Regions from separate parts of the Sus scrofa genome. Here region 1 is linked to region 2. Evidence: chromatin contacts called from public HiChIP or PLAC-seq data. All regions are on one chromosome and are shown on one strand. The core of a region is the stretch at or near the end of the contact, and the rest is flanking DNA. Distances in the headings are between cores, read along the strand shown. Region 1 has its middle 360 kb from the start of RUNX1. Region 2 overlaps LOC106505851 (a long non-coding RNA gene).

Region 1 (5,398 bases), core at 2,361-4,860, 130 kb before region 2:
CTCCTAAAATCTGTATGTTGAAATCCCAACCCTCTGTGCTTTAGAATGTTGTCCCTGTTTGGAAAGTGGGGCCATTGTAAATGTAATTAGTTAAATGAGGTAATTAGAGTGGGCTCGTAATCTAATCTGATTGGTGTCCTTATAAAAGGGGAAATTTGGACACAGACCTGCAGACAGGGAGAATGCCATGTGACACTGAAGACAGAGATTGGGGTGAAGTTTCTACAAGCCAATAAACACCCATGATTGCCCAACACATCAAAAACTTGGAGAGGCCTGGAACTGATTCTCCCTCATAGCCTCAGAAGGAACTAACTCTGTTGACACCTTGACTTAGTACTCCTTGTTTCCAGAATTCTGAGAAGGTAAATTTGTATTGTCTAAGCCACTCATTGTGTGGTACTTTGTTACAGAAGCCTCAGGAAACAAATACATTGATAGAGTTTTATTTGTACATTTTCGCATCAAAACAAACAAAAATAGGGTCACTTTACCACTGTTTCTTTACCTTTAGGTCAAGGAAGATAAGCAATGGTCTGACAGGTTACAAACAACTGAAAACCATTATACAAAGTAGGAGAGACCAGAAATATTGTTACTCATTCATGTTAAATATTATTTTTCAAAAATCACGATAGACAACCACTCACTTGTAAACAGTAGGATTTCACCCTCCTCACACTCATCATTTATGAAATGAAATATTCCTTGAAGGCCTCAGAAGATTGCCAATAAAAATGCTAAAAGACTCTTTTGATCTCTAGGAAGCAGTGAGGACAGATACAACTTCATTCCTTCTGGAAAATGCTTTGTTCTTCTGACTCCACTTACAGAGGCAATAGGAAGGCATATAATACATCAGGCTTTTCGTCTTTGTGGAACTAAGTTAATCCAGGTCCTTATCAGATGAAACTGTACAAGGATATAATCTTTTAGAAGACATAAGTAATTCTCCATAACACATTTGGAAATACTTTGATCTTTCTGTATAGGTCTCCATAGCAAAAGCACACTGCAAACCTTATTTTACTTATTTAGAGGTTAGTTAAGTAAGGCTAGGGTTGTAATATTAGAGCTTTAAAATTGCTTTTTAAATATACGCTAGCAAAGGGATAAGGATAATTTTACTAGGTCCTGAAACATTCTAAATTACATACCAGTCTGCTCTGCCCCATTCCAATGCCAACACCACGGGCTTAGTTTTCGTGTATTTACTTTTCTCCTATTTTATTAACTCTGTTAATGGACTTTAAGAGATTCTTTAAAACCCCATCCTCCCTTGAAAATTTTAATATTCAAGTGAAGTGTTCTTTCGTCTAGCATTCCTGCTATACTGGTTCTAAGGATCTAATAGTCCTTCCGCCCCACTGTGGATTAGGCTGATTAAGGGATTGGTGGAGAAAGATGCTGGGGAGGAGAGTAAATGTTAAAAGATCCCTTATTTCATTCCCTGATAAAGATCTGAGCTTCCTTTGATGAAGGTGGGGAACTGCTGAAGACACAAGGGATATGATAGGATCCAGTCTGATTTGCACCTTGGAAAAACCACTCTGGAAGCAGCTTGGGGAATGGGTCGGTGACCAGGGGGCAGGAGTATGAGACTAGAATTGGAAAGATCTTGTCCACAGGCCGTTGGAATGGTCAGACATGGTGACATCGTGCGGGTGGGGGATATGCAGGAGGTAGACGGATCCAAGAAGATTTTGTCAACTGTCTAGGGCTACACATGAGTCACTTCAGTGCTAAAAATACAGGTAACATTAATTAGTTGACCCACCCCTTGTAGGAAACTACAGTGTAGTGGTCAGGGCTATTTAATAAGCCCTACAAGAAAAGCAAGAGTCATCATTTGGTCCTAGACATTTCTACCCTCAACTATATTTGCCTCATTCTAAGGAATTCAGGCAATTCCAGGTCAAGAAGCTAGGTTGAGGTGAGCACATTCCCAGAATTCCCAGGGCTAGCCCAAGTGGTCAGCTCCACGACGTCAGTTCTCTGGGGTATTTGTCATCTGAACAACCTGGGGGGAAGAAGGACATCCCCCTCCGAAATGCTCAGTGCACAGACAGAGAGCCAGAGATGAACTCAGCCTGGACTCCCAGCGTGTCGAGGTGGGGCCAGCCAGTGTTTGTTTAGCCACCAATGACCCCCCCGAGTCGTGGTCACTTTCCCCGTGTACCGTAGTTGAGGGAAGCAGTCAGTTAACTCTGAGAACTGGGGGCACTGCCGTGGCCTTAGAGGAAGCCCTGCCATTTTCCAGAGGGAGAGAACCAGACTTTGCTGAAGCGATACCTTTTCCAAGTCCAGGTAAAGCCTTGCTTCCAGGTGTGATCAAATCTATTTCACGCAGAAGGCCAATAGGTGGCAGAACAGTCTTTCCTACACACCACAGGGAAAATGCATAGAGAAATCACCATCACTCAGTTTTGATCATTGGTCTCAAACAATTCAACAACTAGGAACTTTAGAATTTTTATATATTTTACACATTTATGTATATTAATGCTGAATCTTGGGTAAAATGTTTTGAGTTAAGATTTCAAGCCCTAGAAAAATTAGCCAAAATATTTATAGACCCTCTTTACTTAAACCTTATCTTCTTGTGGCTAGAATTTTTTTTTTTCTCACTTTATGGAGTATTTCCTTTTTTTTTTTTTAAGTATGTAGAAACAAAGGTGAAAACAATTCTAATTTTAGGCCATTTAAAATGATTATTCTCTGCTAATTAGAAGGTAGGATATACAAGGAGGGTTCCTCTCTGTGATTTCAAAAAGTCAAGCACCTAATAAAATATTCACAGATGCACTAGAATCTTGGAATTGGGGAGATGACAGAGAGACCCGATTTTTACAAAATTAAAATTTTTTTTCTTGAAAAGGAAGTTAAGATACTGGCTTAGAATCCTCTCTAATGTTGTTCTAACTATGTGTTTTTGCTAATTTTTGTTTGTTTGTTTTTGCTTTGCTTTCCTGCATTATTAGAATGTCAGGATTTATAGCTAATTTAGGGATACCCAAATGGGAAGATTTTAGAAACAGTCACAGATGTCCTGGTGGCTGTTGCAAATCAGGGATTACCATATCTCTAATATAAAATGGTCTCTGGGGATTTCTCTGCCTTGGTCACACTTATGCGGTTTCTTTGAATCTCATCTTTGCTTCTATTTCCCTGTGATCAGGACCTGGATGAGGATGGGTGAATGAGGCATGGCCTCAACCACATCACTGAAGGGGACACAAAAACCTTAATCATCATGAACAATCACTTTAATACAATATTTTTAAAATTCAAAATACAGAAAAATCCCAATGAACAAGATATCAAAAATCTAAATAACAATAAGATCAGTAACAGTGTTATGCTGAGCCCTGCTCGAACCTGAGGCAAAAGGAAAAATCAGGGACCCTGAGCATGTTTTTATTTAAAGTTTTGGTATTTCGTTCATCTTGAGTTTTGGCATTGATTTTGACCTTTTAAAATTTGAAATATTACTTATCATGTCCCTACCTTTTTTTGGTTCTTCCCTAAATGTTATGCTTCAGGCTAATGCCTCGCTCTCCTCACCCTGCTCTGAGGTCACTTGTCCTGGGGGTTTGCTTATGCTTACGCCCTGTAAAATGTCTAAAGTCCCTTCTCAAGGAGAGGTTCTTGGCCCCTCTAGGGCTGTTTGTCATCCAAGGGAAAAACAGGCCTGAAACCCAGAGAGAGAATAAGGATGTTGGCAACTTGCTGATGTTCCCCAGAGTGACCTCACTTTTGAAAAAAAAAAAAAAGTATCATATTCTTAAACCATTTCTTTTGGTTCTTCTTTTTTTCTCTTCCTGGCTTTGCTTGTGGCCCATGCACACCCTTTATGCTCTGGATAGCCAAAGGTCCAGATGTTTCTGAACTTCCTCAGATATTTCTGAAAGCAACTCTGTTTCAGAAGTTGTCAGAGCCCAGGTGGCTACTTCTTTACTCAGATCTCTAATTCAAGAAATTGCCATGAACAGGGGCTTTTAATTTGAACCCATCTGAGTATCTCAGTAAAAGTCAAACTGAATCCAAACCTCCTTACGAGTCCCTCGGAATTATAGCTGAGTGGGACTGGAGACAGTCTGGATTGCTAGTAGCACCTTTTGCCACAAGGAACAACCTTGCTTCTGGAGTTTCATCCTATTTTCTGCTCTCAATACCTGTAGAGACAGTTTTCTCACAGTACATAAACCTCTAATCAAGTGACTCTCTTCCTTACCAATTCCTTTAAAGTTATTATCCAGTCCATTCTCAGATGGCTATGAACCAGCTCAACACTTCTATGGAATTTGCTTTGAAGTTTTCCACAGGAAACATTTTTTTCTATGAATGGAGATGAGCATCTTTTACAGGGCTAGGTGAAACTTGTTCTGTTCTACTCACTTTTCCTCTTTCTCCACCTATCACAAAGTACTTGCCTTCGAGTCTGACTTATAAAAAACAAACTTACAGTTAGAAGAGGGGAGAGAGACAGAGAGATAAATTCATAGTTTGGGAATAAATAGACACATTACTATATATAAAATAGATAACCAACAAGGACCTACCATGTAGCACAGGAAACTCTACTCAATATTCTATAACAGTCTATAAGGTAAAATAATCTTAAAAATATCACATATATATATATGTATATTATGAATCAATTTGCTGTACACCTGAAACTAACACAATATTGTAAATCTACTATATATATATATAGTTTCTTTATATATAATAAAGGAAGAACAAGGAAGGAAAAAGTCATGACAGCAGATTGGAAGAGTACAAGTTCAAGGCCCAGTGTCCTTAGAAAGGCAGAATAAGGAGACAAAATTAACATCAGTTAGAAAAAGCACAAGTCCTTTTAGGAATATTCTGTGAATGGATAATTTAAGTCTCACTTGGGTCAGTGGCATCAACATGTGTTTGTTTATTGGATCACAAAACAATAAATATTTAGGATGTGGACTAAAAAAGAAAAATACTTTAGAAAGATGTAAATTAAAACATTCAAAGAAAAAAGATTAGAGTCAGACTTTATAAAATTTTACATTAAAACACACTAAAGAAGAGATTTTCTGCTTAGAATAGCAGGTTAGTCAAACATTGTTTTAGCTATAACTCTTTCTCTGAAAATTTTAGACACAGAAGATGTAATTTTTAATATGTCAATTCCCTATTAGTTTGCTATTTTTGAAAAAATAACACAATTTTTTAACTTTTATGCTATTTTGCAATTTATGGTTGTTTCTTTTCCCCATCACTAAGCAATTCTGGACAATTAGAGCAAAACAAAAATTGCATGTTTAAAAATTCGGTTGTGTTATTTTTCTTCTTCTAAACATTTAAACTCATGTTGGGAAAAAAGTTGGATGACTTGCTTCTTAGGGATATAAATGTA
Region 2 (5,164 bases), core at 982-3,481:
GCATAAAAATAATCACATGCTGTGCTTTCTGAGGAAAACAATAGTAGGGCTGAATGGGGGAACACTGCAGAACCAGGGCCTCTTATAATTGAGTGGTTTGTATAGGTCTCTGGGGAGGTGCCCTTTCCACTGACCCTGCCACTGGAAGATCAGGTGGGAGACCCATCCTGGCAGAGGGCATGGCAGGTACAAAGGCCCTAGGCAGGAAAGCACCAAGCAGGAGGTAGCTCGAAACTAATGTGCAGAAAGTGATCTGAAGGAAGGTGGAGAAGTGGGCAGGGAGGAGGTCATTCAGAGCCTTGGAAGCTACAGGAAAGAGCTTAGGTTTTAGCCTAAGTACACTGGGAAGCCAGCAGAGGGTTGTAAGTGGGACTGTGAAATGAGCTCATTTATATTTGAGAAGCTGTCTTTCTGCCTCTAGGGTGTAGTGTGGATGGGAGGACAAGGGTGAGGAATAAAGAGATGGGTGGTGGGAACAAGAGTCTTGGGGAGGGAGAGGGGAAGGACAGATTTGAGATCTAGTCTTGACTTGGCATCAGCAGAACTCACTGGTGGGAGTTCCCATTGTGGCTCCACAGAAACAAATCTGACTAATATCATGAGGATGTAGGTTCTGTCCCTGGCCTTGCTCAGTGGGTTAAGGATCTGCCATTGCCCTGAGCTATGGTGTGGGTCACAGATGTGGCTCATATCTGGCATTGCCGTGGCTGTGGTGTTAGGGCAGCAGCTACAGCTCTGATTTGACCCCTAGTGTGGGAACCTCCATATGCCATGACTGCGGCCCTAAAATGACCAAAAAAAAAAAAAAAAAGAACTCACTGGTGACTGAGTGTGAGATAATGGCTCTTGAATGGATTGGCTGGATGGCCCATGACACCACTTTCTGAAATGTGGAAGACGAAGGAGAAATGGGACAGAGTGGGCAAGAAGCAATAGAACAACAGCAGAGAGTTTAATTTTGAGAGGTCTGTGCACCAGTGGAGGAGGAGTTGGATACAGTAGCCTGGAGCTCAGCTGAGAGCCGTCACCATTACAATGGTTTGTTCACCCTGGATGGATGCGCTCACTCGGGGGGCGGGGGGGCAGGGTGTGTGGAGAGAAGGACCAAGGAAAGGAGGACCACAAGCAGGAGGATGGGTGTGATCATCCCACTGTGACAACAGGAACCTGTGTCATCTAACAGGTACCAGGGCAGACCTCACAGTGCTTTCTCCAAAGGCCCTGGGATCTAGCCTCCAATATGAGACAGTCCCTCATTTCTCTGGGTGTAGCCCTACCATTCACATCCCTCTAAAAATGCCAGAGTGGATAAGCCATTTTTATAATAAAAGAAACCAACTTCTAAAAATTGCCTCATTCGATGCTTACTAAGGATCTGCAATAGTAACATGACCATCTGACAGGTGTGGAAACTTGGTTTGGGGTTAAGAAATGTAGCCTGTGTCAAACAGCTATTAAATGTCATGAGTAGAGCTTGATGTCAAGGTTCCTTCCAGAGCCTGGGCAACAAACCATAGAAAGAAGAGAATGAAGGCAGCATCTGGTTACAGTTTATGCCATCAGTTAAAGAGACTATCTCCCCAAAATGGGAATACAAAAATCACTCATGCATTGACATCGCTGGCAAAACAGAACATCAGCTTCTCAGGGTGTGCAGGTCAAGTTTGCTCCAGTTACAGGGGATCTGGTTAGTCCTGGGATTAGAAGGTCAGGGAAGGCTTTGAGCTTGGCGAGAAGCAAAGGCAAGGCCAGGTATAAAGATCCTGAGAGGAACACAGACCAACTGGCCCAACGACAAAGTTCAATGAACAACAGAGCCCCCACATCAGCCCTCTGCCGAGGTGTTTCTGTGGGTCACCCTGGGAAGCCATCTCTCCTGTGCTTCACTGCGAACAAAACTGGGACTTTTCCCAGAATCCGTCCCATGTCCTAGACAGATCATTTCATGTAAATCCACATGGTGAATAATTCATACTTCCTCCTGTGGCCTGTCCAGTAACAATGATCCAGTTCTTCTGTGATCATCATGAATATCTGAGTTAAAAGCTGTCTTATCAACACCCTATTCTAGGATGGTGCTGTCAGTGCGTGAGACCCAGAGTGGGAAAAAAAATCCAATGGGAAATTCCCTAAAAAGTGCTCTTTCTCAATGAGGGTCAGTGCTGTTCAGCGCACTGCATCACACACACACACACACTGTCACATTGTGATATTCTGTTTAGTAATTATGATAACATATTTGGTTCCTTTTCGTGAAGTATACCATCCGTTTTGATTCACCCTCATGCATCTGGACAGCAAGGTTTGTGGGTGGTTTTCTCTTCTGTGATGATATCTGTGACACTCAACTTACATGAACTTTTTTCGGCATATTTTGAATTCTAAGAAAATCAAAACAAAAAAAGTAGGTGCGTCAAGACTTCCTCTTTTTCCGGGACATGTCACCTCTTTCCTATGTCATCATTATTTCTCTTCCCCTTTCCTCCAGTACCCAATTATTCTTGTCTTCAAACTGCACTGCTCCTTTCCTGCCCAAACCCCTGTGTATTAGTTTCCTGAGGCCTTCAGTACAAAATACCACAAATCAGGTGGAGAACAACAGAAATGGATTCTTTCACACTCCCAGAGACCAAAAGTCCAAAACCAAGGTGTCATCGGGGCCGGGCTCAGCCCGAGACTCTGGGTGGAATCCTCGCTTGCCCCTTCCAGCTTCTGGTGCTGATGATACTCCTTGGGGTTCCTCGTCTTGCATCTTCGTCACCTCGTGCAGCTCACTGCTGCCTCTTTCATCAACGTGGAGTTTTCCTTGCACATCTGCATCCAAATATTCCTCTTCTTATAAGGACACCGGTCACATTTGGATGAAGGTCCACCCTAATAATTTTCATGTCAGCCTGAGGGCATCTGTGAAGACCCTAGGTCCAAATAAGGTCACAGTCACAAGTACCAGGTATTAGGACTGTCACACATCTTAAGGGACACAGTTCAGCTCTTCAACCTACAACACCCTGTGTCACTTATGGTTAGTTGTGGTATGAGGTCAAATACTCCCCCAAATATGCCTTAAATTTCTTAATAGTATATGTATTGAAAGCTGTATAACTTAAATTCCCTCAAGGACAATTAACCACACAAATTACCTTTTCAAACTAAAATGTTAGTCCTTTGAGGAAACCTCTGTATTAACAAGCATCCTTACATGCATACACACACGGTTTTTCTCTGTCTTTTCTCACCCATTTATTTCTTTTTTAGGGGATTTAATCATGTTATAATACATGTTTTGAATTGTCATACATATGAATTCAAAAATCAGCCTTATTCTAGCTTTGCTCTTTTCCATTTAAAAATCAAAGAAAGAGACTAAAATGTCTGGCCAGTGAAATCAGCCACCTGTGGTGACCCCTTCTTATTTTCCCTTCTGGCCCTCCTTTCAGCCCTAGCAGTCTCAAGAGCAGGACGACTGTGTAGACTCAATATTCTGTTGGCAGAATGCTGTATCAGTTAAGAGTGTGGACTCTGGAAGGCAGAAGAAGAGATTAGAGTCAGGCTCTCACACACTCATGACATGTTTTGGGTTCCATAATTTAGCCACCATCAAGGGCTCGTTGTGATGATGAAGTGAGATGATACACCGAAAGTACTCAGCCCAGGCCTGGCTCCTAATAATTGCTCATTTAACATTTAACACTAGCTGGCTATATAAGCAGTATATATGTGATATGCTAAAATTAATCACTAGTGGCAACTTTTAAAATAATATACATAAGAGTTACAGAAGGAATTGTGTAATTATTTTTAAAATCTTTTCTGAAAACACCTGATTTAGATTTTTTTCCCCTACCTTTGGCCACACCCATGGAATGTGGAAAATCTTGGTCCAGGGGTCAAATCTGAGCCTTACCAGCACCCAGAGCTGCAGTGACAAGGCCAGATCCTTAACCTCATGAGCTACCAGGGAATTCTTGCTTTGACTTTTGAATAAGAAAAAAGTTTGGAAACTTGTATTTGAAGAGTTTCTGAAAATTAGCGAGTTTTAATTTACTTTGTTGTTTTTTTTTAAGTCCTCAAATATTATGGATCTTGATGTGGGTGAGATGCTCTGGACTATGACCCTTCTTAATAAGAGTTTCTAAAAAGCATCTAACTTTGATATTAATCTCAGTAGCAAGAGATAGACTTCTGCTCAGAAAGACTGTAGGATGTGGAGGCAAACAGACAAATTTGCATGTGACATTGAGCAATCACTGAACATTTCTGAGCCTCAGTTTCTTCATCTTGAAACTGGAATTTCAAGAGCTGAAAAGACTGCCACTCAAATGCTATGACTCAGAGTTTCAAAAAAAGAGAATGTTCCTTATTTTCCATAACTGATCTCATTCTGCGTTGGAGCTTCCCTATTCCCTTATGAAAGGGGAAGAAGAAAATTCAGACTGGTCTGTATGAGTACCTTAGTCTCTTCTGGTTTAAAATATGCTCTTTCAGATTAATTCAGTCACTTCTGAGTAAGCGGTCAGTCTTTTGAGGATTTAAGTTCAATTTGGGATTTCTCCTTGGGGCCATCACGATCCTTGTTGGACATCATCCAGAAGTGGGGTGCTGGAAACACTTTGGGTCCTGGTGCTTCCCCCTGGGTTCTCTCTGGTCCATGAAAAGACCCCAACACAGAAAATCACTTATATAATTCCATGTATATGAAATGTTCAGAGTAGTTAAATCTGTAGAGAGGAAATAAATTAGTTGTTGACAGGGGTCAACAGGAGAAAGGAAATGGTGGATGACTGCTAATGGATAATGGATATGGGATTTCTTTTCGGGGTGACAGCAATGTTTTGGAATTAGTGGTGACAATCATACAACTGCATGGATATACTAAATGCCACTGAACTGTATAATTTATAAAGGGGAATTTTTTGGTATGTGAATTGCATCTCAATTTTTAAAATCACTCAATGTAAGGATGACACTTGATGTGGTTTACTTTGTTATTTGTTCTTAGGTATATATTTTGTTCCAACTGAAATTCACTTTTCTATGGAAAAAATTTGCACAAATTTGTGTGGGTTGGTTTGTGGGTTTTCTATTCTGTCACACTGATGTATATGTTTGTCCTCACTGCTTCGATACTGCATCATCTTGATTACTGCAGATATACAGTCAGTCT

What was found. HiChIP or PLAC-seq counts read pairs in DNA pulled down with a chosen protein or histone mark.
Region 1: an H3K27ac HiChIP or PLAC-seq map of alveolar macrophages shows a contact between it and region 2. The contact joins two enhancer-like sites. A contact is called at or near these places in 2 of 47 Hi-C or Micro-C datasets (embryonic fibroblasts and psoas muscle) and 1 of 2 datasets of contacts at active chromatin or transcription factors (alveolar macrophages).

Annotation. Positions count from the first base shown.
Region 1 is chr13:198,988,118-198,993,515 of Sscrofa11.1, reverse strand. No RefSeq gene overlaps it. Among named protein-coding and RNA genes, the nearest start is that of RUNX1, 360 kb to the right of the region's middle. Within about 2 kb of position 3,610, at least 3 of the 83 cell types and tissues checked have an H3K27ac peak or open chromatin away from gene starts, as enhancers often do. A contact at or near this core is called in alveolar macrophages, where this site is marked.
Region 2 is chr13:198,853,653-198,858,816 of Sscrofa11.1, reverse strand. The region is part of intron 1 of LOC106505851 (a long non-coding RNA gene); the gene reads right to left. Among named protein-coding and RNA genes, the nearest start is that of RUNX1, 220 kb to the right of the region's middle. Within about 2 kb of position 2,231, at least 4 of the 83 cell types and tissues checked have an H3K27ac peak or open chromatin away from gene starts, as enhancers often do. A contact at or near this core is called in alveolar macrophages, where this site is marked.